Linked DNA regions of Zea mays: region 1 is linked to region 2. Evidence: chromatin contacts called from public Hi-C data. All regions are on one chromosome and are shown on one strand. Each heading gives the region's core, a stretch centred on a gene start, on an enhancer-like site or on the middle of the called end of the contact. The rest is flanking DNA. Distances are from core to core; before and after follow the strand shown.

Region 1 (4,114 bases), core at 811-3,310, 110 kb after region 2:
TAGAGAAGCAAACTCTCATGGATGACGCCGGTATTTTTACCGAGGTATCCGGAACCACGCAAGGTCCCGACTAATCCTCGTTGGTGCCCCTACGCAAAGGGAAGCCCACGCGAGGGCCAAGCACCACGGTCGAGTAACTCCGTAGAGAGCCGCGGGCCTTCTCCACGTGCAAGTGGTGCTCCGCTTTCGGCTCCTCTCGGACGCTCCTCGCCGTCTCCACTATCGAGCTTCTGGCCGAAACGCCGCGGGCCTCGTTCCCTCCGGTACACGGTGGCGGCCGTGACACAAACGCGGTTGTCACGGTCTCGCAAGACTCTCGCCCCACTCGGTACAATTACAACGACTCACGCAAGAGCCGAGGGGTTGTGTGGTTTTACAAAACTCACTCAACTAACTAGGGTTCCCCTAGAGAAAGCGCTAAAGCGGTCTAACTAACCTAAGCACTTTGCAAAGCACCTACGCTAATCACCGAGTGATTCTATTAAGCACTTGGGTGTTTGAGCTCTTGGAAATGTGCACTATATGCCTTGGTATGTTGCTTGGGCTCCCACACCTTCAAATGGCCGGTTGGGTGAAGTATATATAGGCCCCAACTCCAAAATAGCCGTTGGAGAAAAGCTGCAGTTCTCTGCTGCACACGGACAGTCCGATGGTGCACCGGACAGTCCGGTGGTGCACCGGACAGCGCATTGTAGCCTGTCCAGTGCGCCTAGCCGTTGCTCTGTCAGAGCAGGTGACCGTTGGCGCCGCAGGCTTTTCCACACCGGACAGTCTGGTGCTCACACCGGACAGTCTGGTGGTCTTCTCTTCGAGTGCCACCTGGAACTAGCCATTGGGCTGGAGTTCCCTGGTGCACCGGATAGTCCAGCGGTGTGGGCACCGGACAGTCCGGTCCGCCTTCGCACAGACAGTCCGCAGCAGCACGCTTGGACATTTCTTGGATCTTCTTAATGTCTTCTTTTGAGGTGTTGCTTTCCTCAATTCCTTAGTCCAAGTAAATATTGCATCCTATGAACTACAAACACAAATACTAGAAAACTTATTAGTTCACGGATTGTGTTATTCATCAAACACCAAAACTCAATTAGCCAAATGGCCTAGGGTCCATTTTCCTTACAGATATCTCATTACTTAGCCCTCCGCCCGTCTCTCTACGTCCATAACACCAGAGAGCTCCTCTGTAACCCTTCACATAAAGTACTCACGCCAGGACGTAGGGTGTTACGCATCTCAAAGTGTCCTGAACCTGTACAAAACTGTCCACTGCCTCTCGTGCATCCCGCGCGAACCATCGAGCTACAGTCGGTAACACCGCCCTACTCCAAAAAGCACTCCGAGGGGCAACCCCGGGTGCGCGGTCGGACCCAAAACACTGACAGCGTGCCTACCTCTACGGCGGAGACCACGCCGGTGCAATCCCTGTCCAGCGATTCTGATCTCCAATCACCTATCCAACTAGTGTTAGGCGAAGAGAAGGACCACGCGAACACGATGAATGGGTACTCACCGGTGATCCTGAGACAGAATATCGCAGCGACGTTGTGGGGCGAATCGACTGCACCCACAAAGTCCGATGACGAATCCTTGCCAGAGCCAGCCAGAATTTGGCTTGATGATGTCGCGCACATTTACCCCACGTGTCGTAGAGGCTTCTGTGCCGTTATTTTCGACCGTGACGGCACCAACGAAGTGCTCACGAGGCGGTGCTTGGGATCTCCCTCTTCGTACTCTCGGTGAAGTGACTAAGTGTAGGGGGAAAAAATAGAGGGCAGGGGCTCTGCAACGCATGATTTTGTAGTCAGGCCCTGGGCTGTAACACCCCCCAACTGGCGGATCCAACAACCCCGGTGATTTTTGGGGTCTGTTACGTGCGGTGGATTCACAGCTCGGGGATGAGTCTGAGCGGTGGGGTCCAACGACCAGGGACAACGTCAAGTGTTAGCGGGTGCTAAAATCGAGCTTGTGGGGCCATTTGTTGGCACGCCGGGTTCCTTTGGTCGTCGGCGTGGGGGCTGACCATCGGGGCCCATAGGACAGCGCCTGAGTCTACGAGCTCATGGAGTGGCCGAAGGGTGGGGCCCACGTGTCGGCGCCAAATGCAGGGGACTGGGCTGTGCGTTGGGTCTGTTTGGGCCGATTCTGGTATTTCTCCTTTCTTTTTTCCTTTGAATTTTCTTGATTTCATTTTCTATTCCTTTCCTTTATTAGAAATTTGACTTAGTTTTGAACATAATTTGAATACCAACTTCAATTCAAATGCAACACAACAAAAAGGTCCAGCATGATGCACAACTTTTAAATTTGTATTCATAATCTTTACTAGGTGTGTGCCCGTGCGTTGCAACGGGAGTACGATGGGATAAGCATCGACACATATCTAATCAGATCTTCTATTTCCTTGGGGGTCTGGAGAAAGTTTGCTCGGAAGCCAAACATGTTAAGACCTGAGCATGTGTTACCCTTGTGCTCCATCAGCACACTGTTCCGCGCTTGTATGAGTCTTGTTAATTTGCATGTCTCGTGCATAGTCTCTCACCATCTATTCACTATAATATACAGAATCTGTGTGACAGACATTATCAATATCGCACAAACTATTTTAAAGAGTCAATATAGATTTTTTAATAATAGACAAATATGTCGACAACCGTACATTAATCTAATCCTTTTTAGCGATATTGATAAGTCTTTGTTGTATATTTGCAGGGATGACATATAGGCACGAATTATCCTCATAACTTAATAGATCACTAACAAAGTTTCTTCGAAGAATCTTTGCATCCTACACACAAAGACATAAGAGAACAAAACGTCAAATTTATATTATGTAACTAAAATGTATGTTTGAACATGAAACAAACGTACTCCACTCACCCTATCAAATTCCATCCGTATATCATTCCCCCACATGACCATACCTTGTAGAACGAAGTAGCTGGTATTAACCCTATAGAATAATGTTTGGCCAACTATATTATATACAATGGTTATCATAGAAAAAATTTAAACTGTTGAGAACGTGGTATTGAGAAAATACCCTTTTAAGTCAATTGGAACACCAGACCGAATTGTATTTTTTTGAGGCCATGATAATTGCTTCCGCAAACCTCTTGTATGGCATGTGTTTACACCAATCTTAAGTGGGTGTAAAGTATATAAAAATTACGTGCTTTTTACCATGATCGATTACGAAAAATGTGTAGCATCCGTTGAATTTCCATGGCATAAAAACCTACAAAATAACAGTCATTAGGATTGCAACAAAGTGCCTTTTATAAATACATTTGAAATGAACACATACTTACATATTTACAACAAGTGATATAATAGTTCAATGAAGGCCAACTGTTGAGTGTTTTGGCTAACTCTTCTGCTATAGGATCCCCATGGTACTTTGGAAGTTTACCAAAACTAACCATTCTCCGGATAAATATATATACATGTCCACATGATGATTATATGTATAGATACTATATATTACTACATTATTGATTGGAAGTTCACCAAAATCAACCATTCTTTGGATTGTACGTGTGACATTAGAGAGGCCATTATAGTTTAGGACGATACATATAAGAACAGTAAAAAATTTGTATGAAACATAGATACAAAATGACAAACATCACTCTGATATGCAAAATTTGTGTGTATAATATCATTGTAACATTAATATTATATTGATGATATAAATATGTATATTATTATAAATACACCGACTCAAATAGAATGAACTGATATTGAACAAACATTATAATATCTTACATATTATTTCTAGATAATCAATATAGAATTTTGAATAATAGGCAAATATCTCGACAGCCATACACTAATCTAATTTTTTAGTGATATTGATAGGTCTCTATTATATGTTTACAGGGATACCGTATCGGTACGAATATTCCTCATAACTTGACATATCGATCACAACTCACTCTACCTGATGCATGAATTCGCTGCCCAACAAAAGCGCAAAGCGTCCATATACACCATAGTTTCGAAAGATTCCTCCTATCCTCAGACCTCTCGAGCATCCATTTGTATTAACTTGAACCAATCCAGGAGGTAGAGGTTGCCATAGAATAGAGTGGTTCGCTGGAGTTTTGCGTGGTTTTCT
Region 2 (4,039 bases), core at 1,068-3,567:
TTGGGTTTATGACATTGGAACATTGTGATAAATTATTATTGTGATCGCAAGGTGATTTGCATGCTTTTGGATATAATGCATGTGTGCTCATATATGATTTTGATTTATACATGTGTGTTAACATGTGTTTCGATATTGTTGTAACACACTTGGTGGAATGGTGTTGCGTGAATTAACCTTGAGTCAAGTCGTGGATTTGTGCCCGTACACGATTGCGTGTGTTGTTGATGTGCAGGTGATGACCGAGGCGAAGCATGGTCGGCAGCAGTGACGAAACTAGATTTTGGTATAAAGTTCAGGGAGGAACTGTGGTCCTTAATCGGAGATGTTGTACGGGTGTTTTGGTCGAAGCATCGTTGCGTATCATGATTACGTGCGTTGAAGACGTGCACAGAATGACAGAATAACACATTTGAGATATATTGGAAATATCTTAAATATGAATATGCTGCTCCAAATCTAATTCTTTTGAGTTGAGTTTGTTCCAAACAGTGTCTAAATATGTTGGATGTTAGCCTGCGTTAAGAGCATATCTAACAGCTCTTAATTGATTTAGCTATCAATATCTTAGATTAGTACCTCTCTGACAATATTTGAGATGTAAACAAAGACTATTCTCCAACAGCCTTTTAAAGATCTCCTAAATAAGAAGTTAACTCCCGTCTTGCATGGTGCACGCAAATGAAATGGCGCATGCATCAGCTGCACCTTGAGGTGGCAATAGATTATGATCCAAATAATTATTCATATTTTACTAGGACTCAATTTTAATTAAAAATGAATAAAATAAAGTGGAAAAGAAAAAAAAAACGAAAAGAGAGCATGCATGCTTCCTTGGTATGGCCGTATGGCTAGGAGTTTCAGCCTACGTGAGGGCGTTTTCTCAGCGTATGTGGCCGTGGTGGCGAGCCATGTTCGGCACAAAGGCTGGAAGCGAGCCAGCTTTTTATGGAGAATGGCAGCTGTGGAGCGGTCTGTGAGGACGCTGAGGTGAGGCGACGTTCAAGCGAGGCCAGGGCGCGGCAGCCCATGCGGTGGAAGCCCAGCTTGGCCCGTCTGCCAGGTCGGCTCAAGGGGAGCTGAGTCGTGGCCCATGCGGTTGAGCAATTCTCGTCACTCTCTGGAACAGCAAGATTATTTCATTTATAACTTTAGATCCGGAAGTCTGATCGACCTGATTCCAGTTGGGTTTGATTCATAATCGTATCTAGTTCAGTCTGTGAAATTTTGATATCGATCGGAGTTACGGATTTTGCTCAGCAACGTTTTTATTAACGTAACAACAATCTGTCCAGATTTATAAACGTGTATTAAATTGGTCTTGTGATTTGGAGGTGTTATAATTATTTTTAAGCTTCGGCAATCATTCACCTCCTCTGATTGCCCACAGGAGGATATGGTTTTTATGATTCATCAAATCGCAAAGGTCTGAATACAACGGACATTAGCTGACTACCTTATTTCCTAAAAGAATGTAAACCATGTCTTCCGAGAAAGTCAAATATTCTACATTTTAACTAAATATATGTAAAAATATATTGATGTATAATAATTGTCATTAGACTAATCAAAGCATATATTTTTATAATAAACCTAATTGAAGATACGAAGGTAGCTATTGTCTTCTATAAAACCAGTCAAGATTTATGTTTCTTTTGGGATGGATGGAATATTATATAAACTGAACTCCCATGACCATTATATAGTTAGAAGGTAATGCACAACATGTGCCCACTGATGGGATTAACAACATTGCTCTACCATCACTCCATCAGTCCACCTTATGTAGCCACAAAAACCACCCTATGCGGCTATAAAGGAAGCTCATCTCTTCCCTTATCAAGACTTTATATAATTACTATACCAAACTTGGCATTCAAGGAAGTCCCTTTTTCCAAAGAAAGAACAAAAGGAGAAAGAGAAGAGGAAAAGGGCAAAAGATATATTCTAGTTGGGGCTCTTTTGAACATAATTCTAGCAGTACACTAGTTGGTGTCATCTTTTCTCTCTTCCTCATTATAGATGTCCAAATGGGCAACCCGACATGGGTACAGCTTAAGCCCGCTTAGTCCCAATATGAACAGTGCCGAGATAGGCACGACCTGTTTTGGCCCCGATCCGTGCCATGTCGGCCCATGTGTCCATCCAGGAGCTCAGACATGACACAAATAGACTTAGAATGGGCTGGACCGACTCGATGGCATGCATGCATGGGTGGACCGTGCCACCCACTAGGCCGACCTGAGGAGGAGTATTATCCCCTCCACCGATATGTAGGACATGACCTCCACGTCCTGTGGCAGATCCGTGGCATTGGCGTCGATGGGCGAATTGTCCTGCCATGACAGCAGCATCTCCCACACCCACAACGTCTGTCGCATCTGCGGTGTCGGTCAGGTGTCCTGAAGGGGCATCGTCGGAGCCTTCACCGGCGGTGGACCCTTTTGCATAGAGGATGCCCTTTGTCCGGGCGCGCTCTTCCTGGTGAGTAGTGTTTTTTTCCATTCCTCTCTGCCATTGTTTCTGGGTCCTTACCCGCCATTCCTTTAGTTTGTATGTATCACACAAAACGATGAAGGACGCGGCTCGTGCTGCGAGGGAAGGCACTTTTCCTTCATCGGCGCCCGCGCCGTTGGTGCCGATGGCATATCCGAGTGGCACGGTCGCGCTGAGCCACTCGGGGGAAGTTGTGTCAACGGTCGTGCCACCATCATGATCGGAGGGCCTACAGGCCAGGCGATGCTTCTGTGGTGGGCGCGCTCGGTGCCTTGCTGCCTCCACCTCCCTTAGGTTCCTTGTCCCTGAGTGCGGTGAAGGCGAGCCACTTGGGAGAGGTCGAGGTGGCGAGAGTGTCATTGTGCCTTGATGTCCCTTCAAGCGAGCCCGGTGGCGCCCTTGCGTCGGCGGTTTTGCCACCTCTGCCACCCCGACTCCTCCACCTCCGAGTGCGAAGAGGGTGGCTCTCGCGATGCTACTGGCCCCTACAGTTGGGACCACTTTGGAGTAGTGCTCCGACGATCTCTGTCCTCCTCTCGAGGTGACCAGAGCAAGAGAGGTCGAAGTAGAGGAGTGGGGGATCGTCAAGAAGGCTTACACATTGGCTTCCTAGATCTCATGGGTTATCGATGTGCCCATGCCGCCATTGAGGAGGTGGCATCGATTGCTTGCTCGACGATCACAAGTCAGATGCTTCCTGTTGGGAGCCTAGCTTACTGAAGATCCTCAAAATGCCTTTACCTTGCTATATGCAAATGTGTTTCGGGTATGCGGTAAAGAGCGGACAAAGTTGGGCTTTGACCGAAGCAATGAATAGAAGAGATTTGTCTGTATATATGCGCGGCAAGGACGTCGGTCGAAGGTTGCTGGCTTCGACGTAAAGAAAGGATCAAGCGTGAGGTAGCAAAGGGGGAGAAGCAAAAGTCTTATGAGACAAGAAAGAAAGGGAAAAGGCAATATTACCCCTGTACTATTTGTTAATCATATTTGTAAGCTTCGTGGGCATGCATGTAATTTCATGAGTGATTGTTCGTCTTCCCTATAAATAGATGAACAATTCCGTGTAAAAATTCACCTTTTTGAAGGTCCTTAGCTTCGTTCCACTTAGCCTTCGAAGTATCTTCAAGCTATCTTGCACAAAGAAGCCGAAGGTATGTTTGTAAACTTATTTAATATGAAGGGAAATGGAATGAAAGTGCTAAGGCATAAGAGATGAGTTTTTGCACTTTGTCATCTATCACCCTGTGGTTTGATATTCTTTCATTCACAGTTCCTCTTAAGAACCTTCATCCTCAAGGTCTTACTTCGAAGAAGTAACAACATGTGGACGAAGGTTCATATTTCTAACTTGTGTTGCCTTTTTTGATACCTTTATCAATCGAAAACAAGTGACCAACATTGGTGCCCACCGTCGGTGATTCCATGACCACAACAACTTACATCATGCCACCAAAGTAGGCAACGTCAACCAGCTCTATCCTCAGGACCTTGGACCCCAATCAAGGGGACGATGTTCTCCTCAGGGAGGCAAGAAACCAAAAGA

The links. A called contact is a pair of places that touch in the nucleus more often than the background predicts.
Region 1: a Hi-C map of ear shows a contact between it and region 2, with 2.4 times the contacts expected there. The contact joins the enhancer-like site here to the promoter of LOC100383909 in region 2. A contact is called at or near these places in 3 of 25 Hi-C or Micro-C datasets (ear, leaf and tassel).

What each region holds. Positions count from the first base shown.
Region 1 is chr5:146,608,056-146,612,169 of Zm-B73-REFERENCE-NAM-5.0, forward strand. No RefSeq gene overlaps it. Among protein-coding and RNA genes, the nearest start is that of LOC103626993, 26 kb to the right of the region's middle. Within about 2 kb of position 2,061, at least 16 of the 20 cell types and tissues checked have an H3K27ac peak or open chromatin away from gene starts, as enhancers often do. A contact at or near this core is called in ear, leaf and tassel, where this site is marked.
Region 2 is chr5:146,502,791-146,506,829 of Zm-B73-REFERENCE-NAM-5.0, forward strand. LOC100383909 reads left to right here and starts at 2,318. Exons shown (of 2, transcript NM_001176533.1): 1 at 2,318-2,484; 2 at 2,551-3,678. The coding sequence starts at 2,866. The coding sequence ends at 3,216.